2 separate regions of the Mus musculus genome follow, and region 2 is linked to region 1. A link is a contact called in public HiChIP or PLAC-seq data. All regions are on one chromosome and are shown on one strand. Each heading gives the region's core, a stretch centred on a gene start, on an enhancer-like site or on the middle of the called end of the contact. The rest is flanking DNA. Distances are from core to core; before and after follow the strand shown.

Region 1 (5,873 bases), core at 2,014-4,513:
GATTAGAAGATTTTATTATATGGTTATTGAATGTCTTATTTTCTTGAATTTCGCAGCCCTCTTAATTCAGTTTAAAAACACTATTTTAAATTGTAGCCTACAACCTCTTATTGGGTGCGGAACAACCTGTTTTATCTATCTATCTATCTATCTATCTATCTATCTATCTATCTATCTATCTATCTAGGGTCTTTCTGTGTAGCTGTGCCTGGCCTGGAACTCGAAATGTTGACCAAACTGGCCTTGAGCTCACAGGAGATCAGCCTGCCTTTGCCTCCTGAGTGCTAAGATTGAACGAGTGTTTTATTTAGTGTGTTGGTTTGCCCGTGACACGGCGTGTATGTGGAGGGGTCACAGGACAACTTTTAGGAGTTGTTCTTTCTGGGAGGCTGGGAGTCTGTCCATTCTCTCCTTCTACCCTGTGGCTTCTGGAGGTTGAGTTCAAGTCATGAGGCGTGGTAGCCAGACATGTACTTTATCAACACACACACACACACACACACACACACACACACACACACACCCTTTAATTTTGAGTCTTACATAGGCCTGAGACTAGCTAATTAGGCTAGGCTGGCTGGCTGGTGAGCCCCGGGTGTCTTCTTCCCCAGCCTGCCCAGTACTCCCAAATTCGTGTATCACCCCCCTCCCCCCAACACAGGGGGCGGGGGTTTATAAGTGTACATGACTGCCCCTGGCTTTTATGTAGATTGAAGTATTGAGTTCAGGCAAGCATTTTACTGGCTGAGCCGCCTGCTTCGCACCGAAGCACCTTTAAAAAAAGATTTATTAATTTTTGCTTTATGGTTGTTCTGCCTACACATTATGTTTGTGGATCATGTGCATGCCTGGTGCTTGTGGAGGTCAGAAGAGGGTGTCAGAGGCTCTGGAATTGGAATTGTGAGCTGCCCTGTGCGTTTTGGAAATTGAACCCAGGTTTCCAGCCCCTAAAATACTTTTTTTTTTGTTTTGTCTTTCCTCCCCCACCCCAGACAAGGTTTTTCTGTGTAGCTCTTGCAGTCCTGGAACTTTCTCTTATAGAACAGGCTGACCTTAAACTCAAGAGATTTGCCTGCCTCTGCCTTCCAAGTGCTGGGATTGAAGGTACACACCACCATTCCTGGTTTGAAATACTATTTTAGTTTTTGAGTCCTCAGAAATTCTTTAAGACTTATTTTATGTATATGAATGTTCTATATACATGTATGCCAAAAGAGGATGTCAGATCCCAGTATAGGTTGTGAGGCACTATGTGGTTGTTGGGAATTGAGCTCAGGATACCTAGAAGAGCAGACGTTAAGTACTCTTAACTGATGAGCCATCTCTCCAGCCTCAAAATACTATTTTTAATTGAATCAGTGACTGACAATCTATGGGTTTCAAGTTTGTATATTTGGCAGACAATGTTTTGAAAGTGATAAGGTAAACTCGCTCTTTGGAGGTGAAGTCTGATGGCCAATGATAACATTTGAACATGATATTGGTGAATTTGATTCATTACTAAATGTCTTCTCTGATGAATGATTGGTGCTGTGAATGAATGTAGATTTAAAAAGATATAATGAACCAGGCTGTGGGGGCAGGCAGATTTCTGTGAGTTCAAGGCCACCCTAGTCTACAGTCTACAGAGGGAATTCTAGGACAGCCAGGGCTACACAGAGAAACCCTGTCTTGGGGGAAAAAACAAACAAACAAAAAGACTTCTAATGAAATGTTATCTATTTGAAAGTAAACACATCTAATTGGAAAGGCCAGCTTTATCCAGTGCTGGCCCTCACTGACAGTTTATATGTGCACATGTTTTTGTAGTACAGTGAAGTCAGGCCGTGCTCTTCAGTGGTGCAGCCTGGACAGTCCTTGATAGGATTGAGGTCTGATTGTCACTTGCAGGAAACCAGAGGTACTTTGAAAAATGTGCCTCTTTGAGACAAAGATTAATTAGAGAAGACACAAACAGTCATGTGGAAGACAGGGTGGTATCAGGCCTGGCAGAGCATGGTTCAGGCAGTGTCATGGGGAGTGGTGGGTAGGAGGAGGCATAATGCCTGTGGAGGTAACCCCTACCTGCCCAGACCCTTACCTCATGCCCCTAACCAGCAGATGTTACAGCACTTTATGTGGTTCCTGATTAAGCTGTGAAGCTTTGTGAGCTGGGTGGAGGGAGTTTGACTTAGGGAATGAGTCATGAATCGTTTGCTCTGGTGATGGCTTGGTTGGTTATGGAATATGTCATAGCCTCTTCCATCCGGATCTAGTAATGATTCTAGGCAAGCTATTTAGCCACTTCCCTATCTGTAGAACAGAACTAATCACATGTGTGTGGTGGGGGTCACCATGTGTAACCACCCAGTGTATGTTAGTTCAGTGCCATTCTGCTCTGTCTCATCCACTCCCTCTGTTACTAACTAAGTTAGGAAAAGGGGAAGGCTTAACCAGTCTCTGCTGCCTTATCCTTGGATGGCCTACCTCCTCTCATTTTGGTACAATAAGGTTTTTCTTAGACCTTAAAATAACTTGCTCAAACAGAACACCAGCATTGATATTTTTTGTTTAATCTTTTTTTAAACGTTTGTGTGCCTGTGCATGCACACAGGTCTCAGTCTACAAACATTGTACAGAAAACATGGTTCTTTCCTTCTAGCTTGTGGGCCCCAGGATGGATCTCTGGTTGCCAGGAAAGAGGCAAGAGAGTGCCTCTGCCCTCTGAGGCCTCTCACTAATTCTTCTTTTTGGCCATGTGTCCTTGTGCTTCGGGCTAGTTAGCAAGCATGTTCTCCTGTCAGAACCCTGAGATAACAAAAAGGAAGCTGGTTAACGGTAAGCCGTAACCAGCATTTTAATGTTTTTAGAGGGAGCCACTGCCAGTCTTTGTGTATTCAGTTACATTGAGTTGGCACCACTCCACTGATGTTCATTTCCTGCTGTATGCTGTATTGCACAGCAAAGTCAGACCTGTTGTGGAGTACAGATCAAACCATGAACTGCTCTTCACTGACGGTTCTCCACGTGGACTTGCAGTCCATGTAGCACAAGGGCAAGAAGATAATGTTAGACTTCTGGAATAAGTTAAGTAAAGATAGGTATGTAAGCGCTCAATGTTGCTCAGTTAAAAAAATAATCTCTGAACTGATTGACAACACAGCTAGAACCACACTTGTCTGTTTAACACTTTGTCTGTCTACATGATGCTGTAGTCTGACACTGTAGAGGGTTCAAAAGGTGTGTGTGACCACAGATAGGACGGCAAATACTTGTTGCTCAGTATGAAGCAGAGGCAGGAGGATTGGTGCTCAGGGCCAACCACAACTATGGGTTCCAGGCCAGTCTGGGCAATGAGGCCCTGTCTCAAAACAAACATGACCTACATATTTTAAGTTTGATCATGTGGGGTTTTTTACATTTTATTTTTATTTTTAAACTGGCCTTTGTGGTGGAATTGTGCCACCTAGTGGCACAACTGCAGGCTGGCTGGCTGCAATACTGATGCAACATTGGATTCTTTAGACCAGTGATTGTCATGTTCGCGCACGAGTTAACCACTTAGTTAGTAAATGAGGCTGAATAGAGCCCTGACATTATAAGCTCAAAAAGAAATAACTTGTATTTATCGTCTTAGTGTGCGAAACTTAACCAAGATACATTATTTTTCCAGCCGTCAGTATGTAAATAATGGCTGCTGTGTGACTTAATGGCAACCTGTCGTATAGTGTGTATCTGGCTTTGCACCTATGCTTTAAGAAGAACGTAGGGTAGTTCTACAGTCATGTTAATATAGTCTAGGCTAACTTGGACTTAACAATGGAAGAGAAACGATCCAGTGGACAGAAGTGCTACCTAGGAAAAGAGCCTGGGGACAGGAGGATGAGTTCTGTTCCCAACATGCCCACATGGTAGATCATGACTGCCTCTTAACTCTAGCTCCAGGGGATTGACAGCGACTTTTTGTGGCTTGTGGGGACACTGCATACACATGCTAGCTATATATATATACACACACACACACACATACATATGTATATATACATGTAGGCAAACACTCACTCATATACAGAAAGTCAAAACCAATCTTCTAGCCTAGTCTGGGCTCATTACTTGAAGTGTTCTTACCAAATCACTGGGTTAGCTTTTATTACCTTGGTATAAATAAAATTCAGAATTGTTTCAAGATTGAAGTGCTATAGTCTTTTATTAAACATAATTTATTTGTGAAATATAAGTTGACACTGGGCCCAGATTGGCCTGGAACTTGCTTTGTAGACCAGGCTTAACCAGAATCCTTAATGTTCCTGACTCAGCCTTCTGAGTGCTGGGGTTAGAGGCTGGCACCACCATGCCCAGCATAATTACAACGCATCTGAGCTCTGAGCTTGTGCAGACACACTCATTCATACAGAAATACCCCAGGACCACAGGATACAGCTGTTCCACCATGTGACACCTTCGTAGAAAATGCCTGTTTTTGTGCTTTAATCTTGTCACCTCTTCTTCCGCAGTTGCTGATCTGTGATCAGGATGAGTGGACTAGGCGAAAGCTCTTTGGATCCGCTGGCCGCTGAGTCTCGGAAACGCAAACTGCCCTGTGATGCCCCAGGACAGGGGTAGGTGATCATCTCCATTTCCAGATGTTTCTCAAGGCCAGGGACTAATCAAAGGTGACACTGAACAAGGAATTTCTTCAGTGTATACTTTGTGCCACCACTTTGATGGTTCTTGTTGGCTAAGTTTAGTTTATTTCACACAAAACTAATGCATAATATGGGGCGGATTCTGCTTTAAGTTTTCTTGAGAGGTGTAAGTTGTGGCTTTTCTCCGCCTTCCAGGCTTGTCTACAGTGGTGAGAAGTGGCGACGGGAGCAGGAGAGCAAGTACATAGAGGAGCTGGCAGAGCTCATCTCTGCAAATCTCAGCGACATCGACAACTTCAATGTCAAGCCAGATAAATGTGCCATCCTAAAGGAGACAGTGAGACAGATACGGCAAATAAAAGAACAAGGTAACACAGAGTCAGAAAAACACCCAAGTGTTGGACTTGTAATATGTATGAAATCCTCCCTCCCCCATTCTGGATCAAGGAGATTAAATAGAGCCTCACTTGTGTTAAGTAAGACTTACCAAAGTCCCATGAGTTGACCAGCTCTTACTTTTAAGAAACAATTAACAGAATTGGCAGAAGACCGATGTTCTTCAGAACGCGGAATGCTGGTGGGAGGCAAGCTAGGGCCCTTAGGCTAGCATGGGAGCAGGAAGGGAGCCAGCCAGGTGTCTTCTACCTTCCTGGGAAACCTTGAGGCCTTCTCTTATCAGCTAGTGAGTGTTCTGCATGTATATGTACATACTGTCTGTCTGTCTGTCTGTCTCTCTCTCTCTCTCTCTCTCTCTCTCTCTCTCTCTCTCGTGTGTGTGTGTGTGTGTGTGTGTGTGTGTGTGTGTGTGTGTGTGTGTAAGGGCTGAGGTAGTGCTGCTCAACACGACGCTTCCTTCTGTGTCTTCAGGAAAAACTATTTCCAGTGATGATGATGTTCAAAAAGCTGATGTGTCTTCTACAGGGCAGGGAGTCATTGATAAAGACTCTTTAGGACCGCTTTTACTACAGGTAGGTGTGAGGATTGTGGCTGTCCAAAGCATGTCATGCTTTGGTTGTTGTACTCTGTGATTTATGTGTGTGGGGGCAGGGGAGATTGGAAATGAGGAGATAGTTTCTACCCCCGTGGAGCAGAGCTCAGTATTATAGCACTCATAAAATACCCTCCTGACACTATATATAATACTGTATATGCACTGTGTACAACACAAAAACACAACACATGTACACAAAAGCAAAGACACTCTTTGAGATAGAGTCAGTAACGCGTAGAGGTGCTACTTAGTGCATT
Region 2 (5,873 bases), core at 1,129-3,628, 420 kb after region 1:
TTAATATCATCTGGTTATAATTTTAACTTCTGAGTTATTTTTAAATACAGTCTTGATGCTGGGGATAGCTCCAGGACCTTAGATACTACTAAGCAAGATCCCGTAAGCTATACCCCTATCCTTAAGGGTTTTGGTTTCTTGAGACAAAGACTTACTATGTAGCCCAGGCTGACCCCAAACTCATGGTTCCTGTGCCCTCTATCTCCCAATCACTGGTAGGGCAAGCATGTACCAACATGTTCATCTGCCTAACATTTTAATTTAAGTAACTTAACTAGATGGAAACAGCCAAGAGAGCAGCCCTGACAAACCAATATGGCGCTTGCATCTCTGTAGAGTTCTCATTGGCAGGTGCCTCAGGCACGGTACCCACAGAATGTCTCAGAGATCATTCTGATTTCTGGGCTGTCACCACAGGTGTGACTCAATTATGACTGTATTTGGAGAAATCGTGTTCTTGTTGAAGGCACACATGGGACTGGGGATCTGGGGTCTTTCAGGCCATTGATACTGATCTTGCATTCTGGGATACATTTGTAGGCAGACTCCTTTTGCCTATAACCCTCGGGTCCTCCGCAGGGCAGAGTGGACATCCTGCCAATTCACTTTGAGGTTGCTTTAAAGACAGAGCAGAGCATCTATAGCACAATATACCTTGTGATCAGGGCTGCATGTATTTGCATCTTGGCTCCTGCAACTCTTCTAGACAGAACCTCAGCACAGCTCACGATGAGAACCACAGTGAGGCCACCCCTTAGCTAGAGCTGAGCCCAGCTGCTCTACACTGAGTCATAGCTGACCAGACAAAGTCAGCCTGGATCTGCTGGCCCATAGCGTACACTGAAGGACCTTGAGGGCGAAAATAAATGCTTGCTGTTCTAGTCATTTGAGGCTGGTCTGTGAGACATCACCATAGAGACAAAACCAAATATAAAATCCCTTCTCAGAAACCCACCCTTTTCTTGTCTGTCCTAATGGAAGACTGGCTCACAGGAACCCATCTCAGGCCATGAGCAGACAAGCGCTGACTGAGCCAGGGGCATGCAGCAAAGATTTCCTCTGGCCATCAAAAGGAGAAGGCAGGAGCCGGAGAGATGGCTCACTGGGTGAAAGGGCTTGCAAGTAAATCTGTTGACCCAAGTTCAAGCCCCCAGAACACACACAGTAGGAGAGAACTGACTCCCAAAGTTGTCTCTAACCTTCACTCACATGCTATGACACTCACACACTAATGCACACACACATACGCATATACACATACACACACATACATATACATACACACATACAAACACACATACATTCACACACACATACACACATTCACACACACACACATACATACTCATACGTAAACATACTACACACATACATGTATACACACATATACACACACATACATACACACACGTATATACATACACACACATACATTAAAAAGTGTGGGAATTAGGAGAAAATAAATACTAAAAAAAAAATTTTTTTAAACCACTTCCTCCAGCTATGCTTAGCCTCTTGAAAGTTCCAAGGTCTCCCAAAACAGTGGCCCCAACTGGCAACCAAATGTTCCCAAGTATAAGCCACAGCAACAAGCCTTGCTGGTTTTCTTATTTGAGCCTACACCAAAGCTGGTCACTCGAATTCACAGATCACGTCCCTTACAGCAGCTAGTGCCAGCCGCCTGCTCCTGGGTGGACAATCCACATCAGAGAGCATGAACGAAGACTTCTCCCGCTTGTTCCTTCCATCTTTCTGCTCTTAGATTTCAGAATAAATAACTCATGAACACTTTCATCTGGGTTGCCCGAGACAAGGCAGAGGGGAAGGTGGAAAAGAAAATATTGATCAGACAGCAGTAGTCAGTACTGCGTCTCTTCTACGGGAGGCTGCAATGAGGGCCATGACCATAACATCAGTGGAAGCGTACATGGCTGTGCATCCTCCGGCATCAGAACGATTTCCCAAATAACCCCAAAGGAAGACATGGATCTTGGAGGACATGGTTTCTAATTGGCAGCTCCTACCTCCAGTTTCCAGCTAATTTCCATTCTAGAATTTTCTCTCTCTCTCTCTTTTCCTTCCCTGTGGCAAGGTGTGCTATTCACTGTTCACACACACACACACACACACACACACACGCACGCACACACACACTGAACTGTCTCTTTTGCATTCAGCAGTAAAGCGGGAATCCATGACTTCTCCAGTTTCTAGACATGGCAGTATGAACAGCCATGTTTTCAGCCTAACAGGGACGGAGACTGGCGGCCTGTAACTGGGAGAAAGGCCTACTCAGCACACCCCTGAGAGGCTGACAACCCACAGCCTGGCGGTTCCAGTGGGCTTGAGTCATCTTTCTTCTGTAGCTTTTTCTGAGAACAGAGACTGGAGCACTTCTGGCCACCTTTCAAAATCTAGAGGAGCCAAGAAACACTTAACACGTGTCCTGGAGACATTCCGGGGCTTTTGAAAGAAACACAAGCAGAAATCTCTCTCCTCGGGGCGCTTGTGTGATTTAGACACAGACAAGATTTTGAAACACGGGTGAAGGATGTGGCATCATGAGCCAGATGAACATGTTGAAGTTTCAGATTCCTCCCTAAGAGCTCCGATCATAAATTATGTGTCTTAACGAAGCATCCTAGCTTCCCCACAGAGGCCATGAATCCACTCTGATCTACGACAGTCTCCACAGCAACTGCTGATTGGGATGAGAGACCTGGGGTATTTCTAATTGACAACTTCATGACTCTAAGAAGCCTGAGAAAAAATGGGGGAGAATTGGAGGAAAACGAGGCTGGAGAGATGTCTCAGAGTTAAGAACACTTGTTGCTATTGCAGAGGACCTGGGTTCAGTTCCCAGCATCCATTTAGAATTCCAGTCCCCAGTGCATCTAGAGTTTTCCGACCTCCTCAGACCCCAGGTATGTACGTATGTACATACATACAAACATACATGCAGGCATACATGCAGGCATGCATACATACACTCACATAATATATACACTCACATACATACACTCATCTATGTACAAACATACATGCATACATAATACATACATACATACATACATACATACATACATACATACATTCACATACATAAAATGATGAGATTAATCTAGAGAGAGAGGGAAGGAAAGTCTTTGCTCTGTGGAAACCATGACATGCCACCCACAATGCCACACTGAACAGCGTCCAGAAGACCAGTGACTCTTCCTTAAAGTGTTTTCTAAAGTCTGAAAGAGAGCGAAGGCAGGGAGGATGTATTGAGACAAACAGCAACGATCCACTCCCAGAGAGGGGAGCCTGGCTCTCAAGCTTAAGCCTTCTAATACTCTTTGAAGGGAAAGGACTTTGTCCTGTGGGGATGGTCAAGGGAGATGCTCCCCCCTCTCTGTAAGGATGTAATGGAAGCTTATTGGTCTTCACACCAGCCTCACATGTTGGTCAGCCATAGCACTTGGTGATGAAGCGGGAGTTCTGGATGGAATGGAAGCTTGGACCCAGTTGCGTGTTCTTTGTTTTAAGGCTTCCCCACGCAAAGACCAGGTTTCCTCAGACACCAATGTTGCGCTCCATGAGCCACCGAGCAAAAATGTGATAAATGTCTGGGGCCAAAACCAAGAGTGGGGTGAATCTAAACTTGAGTTCAGCTTTCAGTCTGCCCCTGGCCACGTGGAGCTGCCTGGCGATGCCCAGCACCTCATCATCTGATGTGATTTGTGACCCCACAGAGGGAAGCTGTAGGGACACTTTAATGCTGATCTTTGGATGTGCCCACAGGCTCCCGGACATTCTCCACCCTGAATACATTCAAGTAGATATCTTTATCACACTGTGGAGACAAATAAACAAATCCTCTGAGGCTGGTAACACACTCGCCCCAGGCATTTGGCACCAAATGGAACTGGAAATGAGAGCAGACACCCATCGCCCTCCCCCCCCCACCACCAAATCTAGATTTAAAATTAAGAATATTAAAAAGCGTAGCCTAGGTTCAGTTCACTCACACTGCAGGGAACCAGTGCAATGTCTCTAAGTCACAGCTTTCCTCACCCATTTCCCAACTCACAACCCCCCAAACACCGTGCCTCCTCCCCCCTAGCCCCCTCCCCTGGCACTTTCTCCCCATATTCCTAAAGCTTGGTCCTGACATGGAAGAAAGGCTGTTCTCTCTGTAGGCACAGGTTGAGCAAGGAGGCACAGGAGCAGTCAGGGGTCATTCTCCATTGCCACCAAGGTTCCATCTCTACTGGTCTCTATCCAGGACTTGGCCCTGATGCCTAACTCCTGGCCTCCAGCAGGCCTCGGCCAAGCAGACTCAGCGGGAGGTCAGGGAAGAAGGAGAGAGAGATTGCTGGGATGCCTTGACCCTCACTCTGCTGTGCACTTTGGCCACAGTCCTCAGTTTGCACTCTGGAAGCACTGGGCTCTCCCAAAGCTCCGTCCTCACACCTTGCCCTGAGGCTGGCAGCCTCTCCCCACTCTTGCTGGTCCCCACAACGCTGCCATCGTTTTGTTCCTTACCTTTGAGCCCCTTGGACCTTGCTTCTGCCTCCTGCTAGGGCTGCATCTCACACACCGTGCTCAGTTCTGAGGACCAGAAACAGTTTACAGATTATGAGGAGCAAAAACTGGGGGATTTTTTTTTTAACTCACACTTCTGCAAGGAAAGGAACAAAAAATTTTAAAATTATCACTCCAGGGAGGGTGTGATTGCTAAAGAGATTAGTGTCCTCTAAAAGAAGCCAAGAGCTTTGCACGGGGACAATGGGCAAGAAGGCTCGAAGGCACTTCAGGAATTGGCCAACTCAGTCTTCACAGGCTCAGGGGCATGAAATCGTAAATCCCTCTCAAAGACTGATTTGGGACAAGATCCAGGATGCCCTGCTGGCTCGGGGATCATTTCTCTAGTGTTCATTTGACTGTGTTCAACCACCCAGGCACGCAAAGGTCATGTAGTCATCAGCCAAGCACATCTGGCTACTGCTGCTCTGTTGGGAACCTCGGCGACACCCATGCACTGCTTGGCTCTGTGGGATGGAGTACGCTAGGAGTCCTGGAGCCACGGAGGCTTCCATCAAAATTCCCAAGGTGGTTAGGCATTTTGTGATGGAGCCAAGTTCCCTCTGGGCAGCCCTGGAGAAGGTGATGGGTCAAAGCTGTGAGGGTGGCATCTAAGCTGATGGCAGGAAAGACCGAGAGGCAAGGAGAACCATCCAAGGGAGGCCCGTGTGGACCACAGCCATCAGGACACATCCAGACATGGCCACCATGAGACCCAGATGCTGAACACGGAGCTGTAAAGCTTAATATCTGCCCGTTGGGTCTTGGTCTTGCTTCCTAAACTCTTCTGTTTGAATGAAAACATCTGCCCTGTGTCTGTCTGTCTGTCTAACCAGGAAGGATGATGGAGTGTGGGACTTGGTTCTTTATTCTATTATGGCTAAGGGCTACTTTGGCTCCCTGAGGAGATGTAGAGTTGGACTTTCATAATACAGAACCGTGAAGAGCGGGCTCACGGGGCTGGGTGAATGAATGCATTTGCATGATGACCTGTGCACTGGAGTGGTGGTAGGAGAGAATATTATGACCTGGACGCGAACTGTTTCCCCAAAGATGTGCACTGAAGCTCAGTCCCCCAAGCAGAATGGGAGGCGGGTATGAGGATCTTCATAGTCACTGGATCTTAGGGGTGATAACCTCATTAAAGGATTAATCCATTGATGAGTTCATAGCTAAAATGGGTTATTGGAAAATGAGTTCGTAACTAAATGGGTTATTGGAAAACACACACACACACACACACAGAGAGGCCGTGTTTCCTATGGGTTTGTCATGCTATTGAGTTGAGAAAAGTCTTACAAAGC

Evidence for each region. HiChIP or PLAC-seq counts read pairs in DNA pulled down with a chosen protein or histone mark.
Region 2: an H3K27ac HiChIP or PLAC-seq map of embryonic fibroblasts shows a contact between it and region 1, with 4 times the contacts expected there. The contact joins two enhancer-like sites. A contact is called at or near these places in 3 of 115 datasets of contacts at active chromatin or transcription factors (embryonic fibroblasts, large pre-B cells and stem cell-derived neural progenitor cells).

Annotation. Positions count from the first base shown.
Region 1 is chr2:166,042,963-166,048,835 of GRCm38.p6, forward strand. Ncoa3 (nuclear receptor coactivator 3) reads left to right here. Exons shown (of 23, transcript NM_008679.3): 3 at 4,494-4,598; 4 at 4,821-4,993; 5 at 5,493-5,593. The coding sequence starts at 4,513. Among named protein-coding and RNA genes, the nearest start is that of Ncoa3, 53 kb to the left of the region's middle. Within about 2 kb of position 3,264, at least 136 of the 459 cell types and tissues checked have an H3K27ac peak or open chromatin away from gene starts, as enhancers often do. A contact at or near this core is called in embryonic fibroblasts, where this site is marked.
Region 2 is chr2:166,461,358-166,467,230 of GRCm38.p6, forward strand. No RefSeq gene overlaps it. Among named protein-coding and RNA genes, the nearest start is that of Gm30908, 7.2 kb to the right of the region's middle. Within about 2 kb of position 2,379, at least 53 of the 459 cell types and tissues checked have an H3K27ac peak or open chromatin away from gene starts, as enhancers often do. A contact at or near this core is called in embryonic fibroblasts, where this site is marked.